Linked DNA regions of Mus musculus: region 2 is linked to region 1. A link is a contact called in public HiChIP or PLAC-seq data. All regions are on one chromosome and are shown on one strand. The core of a region is the stretch at or near the end of the contact, and the rest is flanking DNA. Distances in the headings are between cores, read along the strand shown.

Region 1 (6,285 bases), core at 2,900-5,399:
CAATTTAGGCCAGGTACGGAGATGCATTCCTGTAATCTCAGCCTTCAGAAGGAAGAAGCAGAAAGGGGGAGGGCTCCAGGTCCACCTTGGCTGATGGTGAGACTGTCTCCAAACAACAGCAAAACAAAAACCAGACAGACATGGTCGGACATACCTTTAACCCCAGGTTTTGAAAGGCAGAAAGACAGGAGAACTTTGGTGGGATCTAGGACAGTCAGGGCTATATAGTGAAACTGTTTCATAAAACAAAACACAAAGAAAACCTTTTCGATCTAAAGAAACAAAATACATACAGCCCTAGAAAAAGTATCTAAATAAATGCACAAACATGAAATTCTGCCCATTAAGAATTGAGATACTTTGCTTTTTAAACATATTTGATTAGGGGCTAGAGAAATGGCTCAGTGGTTAAGAGCACTGGCTGCTCTTCCACAGAACTTGGGTTCAATTCCCAGAAGTGGCACAGTCATTCACAACCATCTGTTACTCCAGGCCTAGGGGATCCAATGCTCTCTTCTAGCTTCCAAGGGCATGGAGGTAGTATACAGACAGACATACAGGCTATACACATAGTCAGCATAGTTATCAACATAAACCATGTTGGCAAACTTATAAGCCAAAACACAACCAATTTATTTTTCTGGTTCTACTTATATTTTCTGTTTTGTTGCATTGAGACATTATCTTACTCTATAGCTCAGGATGACCTCAAACTCATTGTAATCCTCCTGTATCAGCCCTCTGGGTCCTAAAATTACAGGGATGAGCTACTACCCTTGAATCTAAAACTGTTTTTAGAAACAGGATTTTGCCAGGCTAAGGTGGGGGAACACCTTTAATCTCAATACTTGGGAGGCAGAGGGAGGTAGGTCTCTCAGTTAGAAGACAGCCTGGTCTATAAAACATTTCTAGGAAAGCCAGGGCTACACAGAGAAAACCTGTCTTGAAAAGCAAACAAACAAACAAACAAACAAACAAATTTTTGCCAGATATAATGGCACATGCCTTTAATCCCAGCACTTGGGATGCAGGAGGCAGAGTCAAGCAGATCTCTGAGTTTCACGGCAGCCTACTTTATGTACTGAGTTCAAGGACAGCCAGGAATATCTATGCAGAGAGACCCTGTTTCAAAAACAAAACAAAACACAACACAACAACAATAACATAACCCAGACTTTTCACAATGTTGGCCAAAGTATCCTCCTGCCTCAACCTCTTTTGACTGAATACAGGTATGCACCACTCAGTACAATGCTACTTAAAAGCCATAAAGGTCTAACTGGAGAGATGCAGTGGGTGAGAGCACTTACTATTCTTCCAGAATCCAGGTTCAATTCCCAACACCCACATCTGAAGGTTACTGAACATAATTCCAGCTTTAGGGAATCAGATGCCCTCATCTGGCCTAGGCAGGTACCTGCACATACACAGCACATACTCTCACAGACAAATACAAATAAATAATAATTTAAAAATCTAAAAAAAAAAAGACCCTAAAGAACTGTTTTAAATAAGAAATAGAAATGAGACACAGAGTACATATAATTTTTCTTGAAGCCAAACAAAAAATGTTTACTTTTAATCAAATGATTCAATCATTTTGCCCACTCAATAATATTTCCATCTATCACAACAACAAAAAAGTGCAAAGTACAATTATGTTTTGCCTTAGAAGCATCATTGGCAAAGGATTTGGCAAAGGATTTGTTGAGAAACACTAGCAATCCTCATGCTACTGGTGCTCCATACAAGGGATTGGTGAAGAGGGAGGGAGGGAGGGAGGGAGGGAGGGAGGGAAGGGGAGAGGGTGTATTTTCAAACATATGTAGAGGCCAGAGGTCAGTGGCATCGTCTTCCTCTATGAAAACTCAGGGTTTTTTAATGTGGATGCTTCAGACCAAAATTCAAGTCCACATATGTTTTTATGGCAAACACTTTAGCAACAAAGCTATATCTCAGACCCCTCTCCAAAATTTTGGATTATATTCTTTCCAACTTCTTCCTTCTCTTCCTCCTCTCCCCCTGGACTTTCTTTTTCTTTCCTGTTTTGTTTTGTTTTGTTTTGCTTTCTCAGACAGGGTTTCTCTGTGCAGCCCTAGCTGTCCTGGATTTCACTATGTAGATGATACTAGCCTTGCCTTAAAAAAGTCAGAGTTTGATGCCAGAGCCCACATAAAGGTGAAGGAGAGAATGGATTCCATAAGGTTTTCCTCTGATCACCAAACATGCACCAGGCATCCATCTCTCTCTCTCTCTCTCTCTCTCTCACACACACACACACACACACACACACACACAGACAGACACAGACACACACATTCACAAATCCTTTAAACATTAAAAAGGAATTTGGATTATCTTTTCTGAATGGGTTTGGATAGAAAGCCTCAGAATAAAAAGAGAAACTGTCAAGGCAGCAGCCCCTCCTTCCAAGTACCAACTACAGCAGAACCTGTCCTGCTCACCTCCCTCTGCCTACAGAACTAATCCCAGTCATGAAAATCAACTTTAGAATGGAAAGAAGCAAGATATGAAAGTGGTAGCAGGAGTCTGCAGCCCAGGAGGTGGAGGCAGGAGGCTCGGGAGTTGAAGGTCATCCTCAGCAATCAGCAGGAGCTCATCTAAAACTGTGCCTTACTATTCAAATGCCCTGTTCCTGGAGGACCCTTCTGAAAGCATGTGAGAGCCTTGCTCACTGCAGCCTCTACTTAGGACTAAGAGTGTGTTCAACATGAGCAGGAACTAGGTACCAGCCTGAGCACCACCCAGAAAAACCCAAACCCAAACAACAAAACTCTCCTAAACACAATTTAGAGCTTTCATGGGTCTCCTTCAACTGTTCAAAACAAAAATTCTGGCTCTAGCCCAGAGACATCCTTTCAATAATCCCATTTCCTTCGAAATGATACAACCCACCCCCCAAACATCGGAAAGGTAAAAACCAGCAAACTGACGGCTCCATCTGTGCCAGGTTGAGAGCCTTCAACCTCTGTCAAACTGCCAGGCTAGCGTCTGTCAGCGGGGGCCGAAGGATTCCTTTTCTTTCCTTTTTGAGACAAGATCTTGTAAGAAACACAGACCGAGCTGGAAGTCCCAATCTCATCGTCCAGCCTTGGTGGTGAACTACAAGCTGTAACCACCACACCCAGCCTTTCTCTTGTAGGGAAGCTTATGGCCAAATCACTTCACAGGCCCAGGGTAAGTGCCTATTAGACAGCAAAGGTTCCCAATGAACACACACACTCAGTTCCCCTTTCTGATCCAAAGGCCCAGGATCCTGTCTACTGCTGTGGCTACAGACCACATGAAAAAGCAACAGAAACAAGGACACTTTGTCCATTCAATCTTTTCGTCCGGGGCACTTCCTGGATTTTTCATTGGCATTTAATACCGAGGGACAAGACTCATTTTTCATTAAAGTTGCAAGACTTTCACTTTGCCCAGTTTCAAATGGTGTAATTGATCTGCATTGTCTTAAATAACCCAACTGGTGAAGGACACTGCAGCTTTAAATATTTCAGTGCTAGTTAGCAAATAGACTCCATTGCAATATGGCTCTGAAGGTCGTGTCCTATTGTCTCTCTCCTCTGGGGGAAAAATTTTTTTTAAACCTTCTTTTAAGTAACATGGGACTAGTTCTCCCTAAAATTTCCACTCTTTCCACTTCGATCCCTTATAGTTCCGGGTATTCATTGGATTCTCACACTCGTAATTTTCCTGCCAGGGCAATATGCTGATTATTAATGATTCCAGCACCTTAGACATAAACACATGGGTTCACATTAGTTTAGTTGGGCATAGGCAACTATTTGAAATAGCACCACTCAAAGGCTGTTAACAAACCAGGGTGATTTGGGCGTGAATGGCTTTTGGTCCGCACCTTGAGCCTAGTATTGCGTAACCTGAAAATGTGTAGCTACTTAAAATGATAGGAATCTCAGCCTACTCCTCCTGGGACTACTCCCGCACCTGACTATACACTTGCGGCTTAATTTGTCAAAGAAGGCCAAAATAAAAAGCACAAGCACAGTGAAGGAGGAAATGAACTGGGGGAAAAAAGCCCTTTCCTACCCTCAAGCAGTCACAATGTCCACTCAACTTCGCCCCCACCCCCACCCAGATTGGATGGAATGGACCCGGTGAACCAGAGGATTTGGAGGGTGCTGGAATTTGCTGTGCCTTCTAAATAACAGCGAGTGGACCAATTAAAATAACTAGGAAGAGGGGAGAAACATGCGAGAAGAAGGAGTGTGCAAGAGCACAGGGACTTTACCTGAAAAGGCAACAGATTGTTACCATTATCGGTCCGGAAAGCGTTATCCTCCATCCAGGACTTGGAGGTGAGCGGGGCTGCACGAGGGAACTTGGGTGGAGCGATCACATTGCTGGAGAAGGGCTTTTTGAGCGGCGAGATGGGGTTAAGCGGGGAGGGTACCCCCACACCTACACCCACGCCCACGCCGACCGCGCGGCGAGGGTCTCGGCCCGCCTGCAGGCCACCCCACGGGTTGGACGGAGCACTCCAGGCGGCGTTCACGCTCTGGTGCGTGTTCCAGCTGGACGAGGCCGAAGAGGCAGCGGCCGCGGCCGCAGCAGCCGCGACCGCCGAGGATGAGGACGGCTTGCTGGTCATGATGGGCTGGTGGCCGTAGGCAGCGGCGCTCCTCTGCGCATAGGGCGCCTGGCTGGGGCTGGCGGGCGAGCGGCGTTGCTGCGAGGGCTGCGCCTGCGGGGGCTGCGCGGGCTGCGGCGGCTGCGGCGCGGGCGGTGGAGGCTGCTGATGGTGCTGGGTCTGCGCCAGGCCGATCTGCGGCGAGAAGGTGCCTCCGAAGACCGGGTTGACGTGGTGCGGGAAGTTTTGGAAGAGCATGGTCCCGTTGACTGGGGTGATCCCCTGGAAGAAGCTGTCCTCCACCGCGTTTGTAGTGCCTGTGGACCAGGTGCTGCCGAAGGACGGCGACAGCGACGCTCCGGGCGCCGTGGGCTCCTGCGGCGGCGGCGGCTGCTGAGGGGGCTGATGGAAACTCAAGCCCGGCAGGAGCGGCGACTCCATCTGCATCTTGTCGGGGCCGTTGGGGGCTGGCGGAGCCGAGGCGGGGCTGAGGGCCGGCACTGCGCTACTGTCTTCGGGCTTGGGGATCTCTGAGGAGAGGGGCGTGGACGGGGCTTCAGCTGCGCCGGGCTCGGGCTGGAGCTGTTGCTGCTGCTGCTGCTGCTGCCGCTGCTGCTGCTGAGACTGGGGCTGGGTTTTGCTTTTGTCCATCAGTAAATCATCCTGCATGGTTTGCGCAGCTGAAACGGGAAGAAAGAGAGATGCGTTATTGTCAGTGTGATCATGAATGCCCCTCACTGAAGCGGGCGGGTGTTTTACTTGCGAAAATCCAGTGCCACCGCCACTAGCCAATTGCAATGCAAATCCATAATCTCGCATTTAGAAGAACAAGTCGGGCTGGGAGGGGGGTGGGGGGAGCTGGAGGGATCGAGCAAGGTCTCTAAAAATACTGTGAGAGCGTCTTCACCCTTTCTGACGTCTCGGCCCCTTTTCTGTGTTAGTGAGAGATGTGCTTATAAGACAGAAAGACAGCAATTTCGCCACGTCTCTTTTCCCTTCACCGGAACTCAGAGCGTTCACCCTGCAATGAGAAACTGATTCTGGTTCCTGTTTTTTCCCAAGCACCACCCTCCCCCAGTTATTTGCATACGTCAATAAATAGTGCTGCGTCCTTCAGCAAGGTTAAAAAGACTTGGTACACGACCCTCTTTCCCCCTTCCCCAGCTGGAGCACTTAGAAACCATTTTTTAAGCCGACTTAGCCCTCTTGATTAGCAAACTGCCTTCTTGCCTCGGATGATTGTTTCATTTGGCTGCAGCGAACCTCGAGAGACAAAATCTTTGGCATTTGTTGGAAGAACTCAGCTGCACAATCATTCTCTGGCCTCTCCGTAGCGGCAGCTACTCCATTTTGTTAGGAGACGTTTTAATATAAAAGAAACCTCAGTTTTTAGAAAAATGAAAATCGCCGGGCGTGGTGGCGCATGCTTGAAATCCTAGTACTCTGAGGGAGAGGCAGAAGGATCAAAAATTCAAGGTCAGGCTTAACTATTTAGCCAGTTCGAGTCCAGCCTGGTATATAAGAAACCTGACTTTAAAAAAAGAAAGAAAGAAAAGAAAAGAAGTAAAAGAAAAGAAAAAAACCTACTGAAACGTTTAGAAGTGTTTGCTTCTTATTACTCTAAGGATTGTGGGTTTTCTGCTTATTCTCCGATTTTCTCCTCTCCAGTTCTG
Region 2 (6,362 bases), core at 3,707-6,206, 520 kb after region 1:
GGGTGAGGCGCCCGGGGCGGGGTAGGCTCCAGCCATTTCCCTGTGCTTAACGATCAACACGGCCCCCTCACTTCGCAGGGTTACCAGATCCCCAAAGGCTGGAGCGTGATGTATAGCATCCGAGACACGCATGAGACAGCCGCAGTGTACCGTAGCCCGCCCGAGGGCTTCGATCCGGAGCGCTTTGGCGTGGAGAGTGGAGACGCGCGGGGCTCCGGTGGCCGCTTTCATTACATCCCGTTCGGCGGCGGCGCGCGCAGCTGCCTGGGGCAGGAGCTAGCGCAGGCGGTGCTGCAACTGCTCGCAGTCGAGCTGGTGCGCACCGCGCGCTGGGAGCTGGCCACACCTGCCTTCCCCGTAATGCAGACGGTGCCCATCGTGCACCCGGTGGACGGGCTGCTGCTCTTTTTCCACCCTCTTCCGACTTCGGGTGCGGGAGATGGGTTACCCTTCTGATTCGTTGCTTCTCTAGCCTTGGCTCGCCCAGTAGCTGATGCGTACACACCGGCCAATCTTCAGAGCCCTAGGTCCTCATCGCGCGTATATTCATCGAGTCACAGGTTTAACAAATGCTTACCGGACAGCTCTGCTAGACTGAAAGTTGTAGAATGAGCCACAGACACCGCAGTGGAGAAGAGCTGGGCTTGGGGAAAGAGAGCAGGTGGCATGCCCCACACCGCAGGCACATCCCAAGATCTAAAAGCAGCAAGCGACTGGAGAGAACCTATTTCCACTATATGAAACCTGGTTTCACCTTACTGTGGCAAGTCCGCAGGGAGTTCAGATTTGGGGCCCTGGCAGCGGGCGGCGGCAGTAGTGATGGTGGTAGTTAGGTGTTTGTATCATACTAGAAGAGAATTTGCAACTTTTTAGAGTTAGCAGAGATACCAGGATGGTTACCTGATGTTCGTCCAAGAGATACCAAGAGGGCCCGGAGCATCTACTGGCTCAACACTAGCAGATTCGACTAGAGCCTTTTGAAAAGGAAAATTCCTATTTCATGAAATTATTTAATATCCTCATTTATATAGAAGATGCTATGTTCTCTGGAGATGTCTCTAAGTCTGGTTCATGTGAGGTTGAGACATAATCCCCTTCATGGGAGAATTGAGATAAACAAGAGATTGGAGATATTTGTACCAAAATAGGAAGGCCAAGAAGTAGCATTCCCTACCAGCGGCTGAGCAAGGAGGTTAGCGCTCAGTTAGGCAGCTATTCCCCCCCCCCCCCCCGGTGTGATGGCCAAGAGTGGAGTGGATGGGCTACAAAGACATCCCTGAAGGACATACTGTAGCCTATACCCAGAGGGTTTAGAAGTTGAGTGGCCTCAGTTCTGTGCTTCCCCCTGGACCACAGATGTGGATGTGGGTTTTGGAGCATCTCTGCACTGTCTGATTGCAGAGCTCTTCTGCTTACTGCTTCACTCCCCTCACCGTTAAGTGAGGCTAGACCAATGAGCCCCTGCTGACCTGCACCCTCTTCCATCACTCAATCCCCCTGCCCCACCTTTGAGCCCATGTCACCTGTGGAACTCAGCCCTTTTGCTTTCCATAGCTATCCCTAGTCTAAAGGACTGTCTGGCCTTTCCAACCCAAAGGGTCCCACCACTGCTTACATCAAAGCCACTATCATCTGCCTTCATTCCCCAAAGCCCACTTCAACCTGTCATTCACATTCCCATGCTGCTAGGCAAGAGGACATAACCGGTGAGCCAGGGAAGCTGTCACTAGCCTAGGCTGACCTTGTAGGAGGAAACTGGTGGCCTCCTGACCTTATACTTGAATCCACTTATAAAGTGGAGCCTGGGGCTTGAAGGCAAGGGGAGCATAGCAGCTGTTGGGGTTAACACCACTATAACCCCTATACAGGACAGCTAGTAAGCCGCAGCTGGTCAGAGTAGAGGCCAGCTTGAGCTCTGCAGGCACCAGAGGGAGCAAAGGTATCATGGTGCAGGCCTACAACCTTGAGCATCCCAGAAGCCTGGACCTGAATGCCCCACTTTCAGGTTGATTCTGATTTGGGGTGGGAGGGTGGGGAATTAGGGTGGTACCTTTCAGAAGCCAGGGCAAACTGGTTCAAAGAGACTTGTTTGCTTGCTTTGGGGTCTGGACCACCTATAAGCACGTGGAAGTGGCTCTGATTTTCCTCTCATTTTCCATAGCTGCTAATATCAATGCCATGGATATCAAGGAATTGGTATGTAGGCTCCTGGTTTAGTAACTCCCAAGTTTGTAGGGAAAGAGCAGATGTAGTTCTTGCTCCTTGGACTTCTGCCGCTCACACGAAGAGGCAGACAGTGAATAAACCAGCAACACAAAGCCAAAAACCAACCAACCAAGCAAACATACGAAAACCGCCCAGTGGAGAAAAGCACAGAGAGATGAAAAAGCAACAAAAACCTTTCCACGCAGCGCGCCTCCGACCTGAATTCCAACGGTTGGGCAAGGGAACCGGTCTGAGGTGACATTGGCAGGGATCAGGCATGTTGGCCTGGGTTCCCTGGCTGGGAACAGCAGCAGGTATGGAACACAGAGACCAGAGAGAAAGCTAGAGGGCTGAAGAGAAAGAAAGCCCAGGAGCTCACGCGGGCCACCTGTTTGCTGCGATCCATGTCCACTAGCAAAAACAAAACAGCAGAGACAACCAGCACGAGAAACCCGACCCCCACAGCTCTGGTCCCTTAGTAATAGGAAAACCGGCCAACGATTTGGTTCCCAACGAGCCAACCTTCCTTCCCCACCGACCACCACCCAATAAACTTTGGTGAAGTTCCTAGATCAAGTTCTTATTGGGCTGGTAGTTTATGGACCTCCCTCGCCCTTGCCCTTGGAGATTTAAAATGATCTTACACTCTAACATTTAATGTTTTTCTACCAGGCGGCCCGCGGATCTTGATAGCCAGTTAGATTTCGTATTTATTTTTTAAGTATTGTTTTTTTTTCCTTGTGGCCATTTCCAGAGTGCTAGCTAGCCGGGCTCATGTTGTAAACAGGAGCAGGCTGAACTTGGTGGGGTGGCCCGGCAGAGTTCACTGAGATGTCACGGTCCGGCCTGCAGGGGTCACAGGCGGGTCAGGCTAAAGGATTGGGAATGGGCCCCAGGTCACGCCCCCGCTGGCCTGGCCGGGTTTGCACACCGGGCCGGAGGCGCTCTCCAGAAAGGGGCGGACCGAAGTTTCTGAGAATTACCCCCAGCACAATTCGTTTGCGTTCCTGCCGGTGCCAGAAATCGGTTCTCATTCTTTACAGTAACCAAATCATTACAAGATATGACAGTGGCAGCGCCCGCCTCCCCAGAGCCTCTGAAAAGCTGGTTAGAGATAGTTATAGGGAACCACTGAGTCCCCGAAATACAACCCATGGGCATCCCGGCTTAGAGAGTTGCTAAGTTTGTGCTGCCCGCAGGACCTTTGAGGTCATTTTATGACACCCCCAACTCCAGGGAGACGTTTAGGAACCACCGCAGGAGACCACATATTGAACAGCTTTCAAAAAGCAAGTTTTTCATCCCCAATGGACTCTTCCCAAGGGCTGCGGGTGTGTTTTCGCTAGAGCCCATGTTCAGTTCTAAACAAACACACGTCATTCTGTTAGTTTTCCGCGCCACTGGTGCATTCAGTGCCCAAATCAAGGCAATGTGTGGTGCTGACTGGCCAAAGCTTTGTGGCGGGAGGACATGAGAAGCCTTGTGTGTGTGTGTGTGTGTGTGTGTGTGCGCGCGCGCGCGCGCGCGCACACGCACCACGCAGTTCCCCTGTGCCCGTTAGTTATTGACTGAAGGAGCTGACGATTGAAGTTTCACAGTCAACCCCCAGTGGATTCCCATAACGTTCCCAATGGCCTGTGCCAGAAGCATAGGTCCAAACAACCCTCTTACCAGGCTCCGTGGCTTTACAGTGGATGGGATCTGGGAGAGTAGAGGGAAGGTTCTAGAACCCTGAAACCAGACCACTCTATTAGCGAACTCACAGCTGCCTTGTGGTGTAGACGAAGTGGAAACGATCAACTTTGTCCTAAGAGAAACAGACAGCCTGGTGACTCACCCAAGATACAGGCGAGCCAAGGTGGAAAGGGGGGTTTCCTCCCTGTATTCCTCCCCATATCTGCCTGGACTGGGGGCCCTCTTCCCGGCCGCTTGGCTGAGGTTGCAAGCCCCAGGGCTATAGGAATTGGGCCGGCTTGGCGGTATTACTACAGTGGAGGTTGACTTTGGAGCCTCTGGTCTCCTTAGTACCCCACCAGGGCTTAGAGAAGGGAGTCAGGCATGTGCAAGGCTGCACCTGGGGGTCCCAGAGACCTGGAGGCTTACTTGCTTTGAACTCGAAAGCAGGATTTTCCAAGTCTTCATGCGCTGGCTCGCCTGTGGGGCCCTGGAAAGCTAGCGTCCACGATCCGCCAGTCATACTTGACCTCCGAGACCGGCTAGGACCCTCGCCCTGGGATCTTCTTGGGATCCTCCCAGATCAGGAAGCGTTTGGAATCTCATTTACTCAACCGGTGGGTCAAGTCCATTGAACGATGATTCTTGAACGCGCTTTCCAAGCCAATGGAAAAGAGCCCACGAGGCGCCTGTGAATGGTGAGCTGGGAAGGCTTCGGGCTCGGGCAGCTGGTTCGACCCGGCTCGAGGGACAGCAGAGAGACAGCTAGGAAACCCAGGACTCCAAATTCCCACTTCTTGGAACCCCGATCCACAACCCACTCCCCCCGCCCCCTCCCCCGCCCGAAGCCGCACCGTGGTAACTCGGAGCTCTGCACACCTAGGACAAGGAAAGAGGTGTTCCTAGTCCCGCACCCCCAGGAGGCGCGCTCAGAGGGAAGCCGCCAGTGCGCCGCCTCTGCCTCGGCGCGGAACAAACGGTTAAAGATTTTTTTGGGCAGCGCCTCGAGGGGGGAGGAGCCAGGGGCCCGATCCGCAATTAAAGATGAACTTTGGGTGAACTAATTTGTCTGACCAAGGTAACGTGGGCAGTAACCTGGGCGGCCTTATAAAGAGGGCGCGCGGCGGGGTTCGGAGCTAGGGCGGCGGCGGCAGGTGGCGCGGGAGGCTGAAGCGTGCCATGGGGCTCCCGGCGCTGCTGGCCAGTGCGCTCTGCACCTTCGTGCTGCCGCTGCTGCTCTTCCTGGCGGCGCTCAAGCTCTGGGACCTGTACTGTGTGAGCAGCCGCGATCGCAGCTGCGCCCTCCCCTTGCCCCCCGGTACCATGGGCTTCCCATTCTTTGGGGAAACATTGCAGATGGTGCTTCAGGTAAGGGAGCTCGGGAAGGGACCTGACGCTTCCCCCGGAGTCCGCCTCAGCTCTGGGCCTGGGCTGAAGGTGGGATAAGTGTCCTCGCGAGGGAGGCGACCACGGCTTGGAAGAGGGGCTAGACGGAGACCAGATGCTCCCCGGCGCCCCCTCATGCGGGTTGCGGGTCTCTCTCCTCCACCTCCCTCTCAGCGGAGGAAGTTTCTGCAGATGAAGCGCAGGAAATACGGCTTCATCTACAAGACGCATCTGTTTGGGCGGCCCACGGTGCGGGTGATGGGCGCGGATAATGTGCGGCGCATCTTGCTGGGAGAGCACCGGTTGGTGTCGGTGCACTGGCCCGCGTCGGTGCGCACCATCCTGGGCGCTGGCTGCCTCTCCAACCTGCACGATTCCTCGCACAAGCAGCGAAAGAAGGTGAGGGTGAGCTGGCAACTCCTTGGCTGGCAGGGAGACCTCATCCTATGGCTTGGTTCAGGCAAATAGATGCGGGGCGAGGGCTAGTCCTATGTGGTGGGGACCAGGACCCTCTCTATCTGAGATCCACTTTAGCTTTTCTGCTAGCACGTGGGTTAGTCCTGGGGGGACTGAAATTCTTGAAAGGGTACTCGGAAAGGCGAAGGGGGGGGGGCTGAGGGAAAGTAGAGGATTGTAACACTCTCTGCTCCTGGGGGGTGCTCAGGTGATTATGCAGGCCTTCAGCCGCGAGGCACTCCAGTGCTACGTGCCCGTGATCGCTGAGGAAGTCAGCAGTTGTCTGGAGCAGTGGCTAAGCTGCGGCGAGCGCGGCCTCCTGGTCTACCCCGAGGTGAAGCGCCTCATGTTCCGCATCGCCATGCGCATCCTGCTGGGCTGCGAGCCGGGTCCAGCGGGCGGCGGGGAGGACGAGCAGCAGCTCGTGGAGGCTTTCGAGGAGATGACCCGCAATCTCTTCTCTCTTCCCATTGACGTGCCCTTTAGCGGCCTGTACCGGGTAAGGGCGGTTTGCGGAGTCGGAGTAGGGGAACGCAAGCTCGGGCATCCGCTCACCGCCACGCTCTCTCCGCGCTCAGGGCGTGAAGGCGCGGAACCTTATACACGCGCGCATCGAGGAGAACATTCGCGCCAAGATCCGC

What was found. HiChIP or PLAC-seq counts read pairs in DNA pulled down with a chosen protein or histone mark.
Region 2: an HNF4G HiChIP or PLAC-seq map of pancreatic cancer cells shows a contact between it and region 1. The contact joins the promoter of Cyp26a1 here to the promoter of A330032B11Rik in region 1.

The regions. Positions count from the first base shown.
Region 1 is chr19:37,169,694-37,175,978 of GRCm38.p6, forward strand. A330032B11Rik (RIKEN cDNA A330032B11 gene) reads left to right here and starts at 4,150. Exons shown (of 3, transcript NR_045329.1): 1 at 4,150-4,340. Cpeb3 (cytoplasmic polyadenylation element binding protein 3) reads right to left here. Exons shown (of 11, transcript NM_001290827.1): 2 at 4,274-5,292. The coding sequence starts at 5,281.
Region 2 is chr19:37,692,852-37,699,213 of GRCm38.p6, forward strand. It overlaps Cyp26a1 (cytochrome P450, family 26, subfamily a, polypeptide 1), which reads left to right and starts at 4,957. Exons shown (of 7, transcript NM_007811.2): 1 at 4,957-5,247; 2 at 5,440-5,664; 3 at 5,930-6,220; 4 at 6,300-6,362. The coding sequence starts at 5,059. Gm32342 (a long non-coding RNA gene) reads right to left here and starts at 4,695. Exons shown (of 3, transcript XR_003952929.1): 1 at 4,309-4,695; 2 at 3,877-4,012. It overlaps Cyp26c1 (cytochrome P450, family 26, subfamily c, polypeptide 1), which reads left to right. Exons shown (of 6, transcript NM_001105201.1): 6 at 79-456. The coding sequence ends at 456.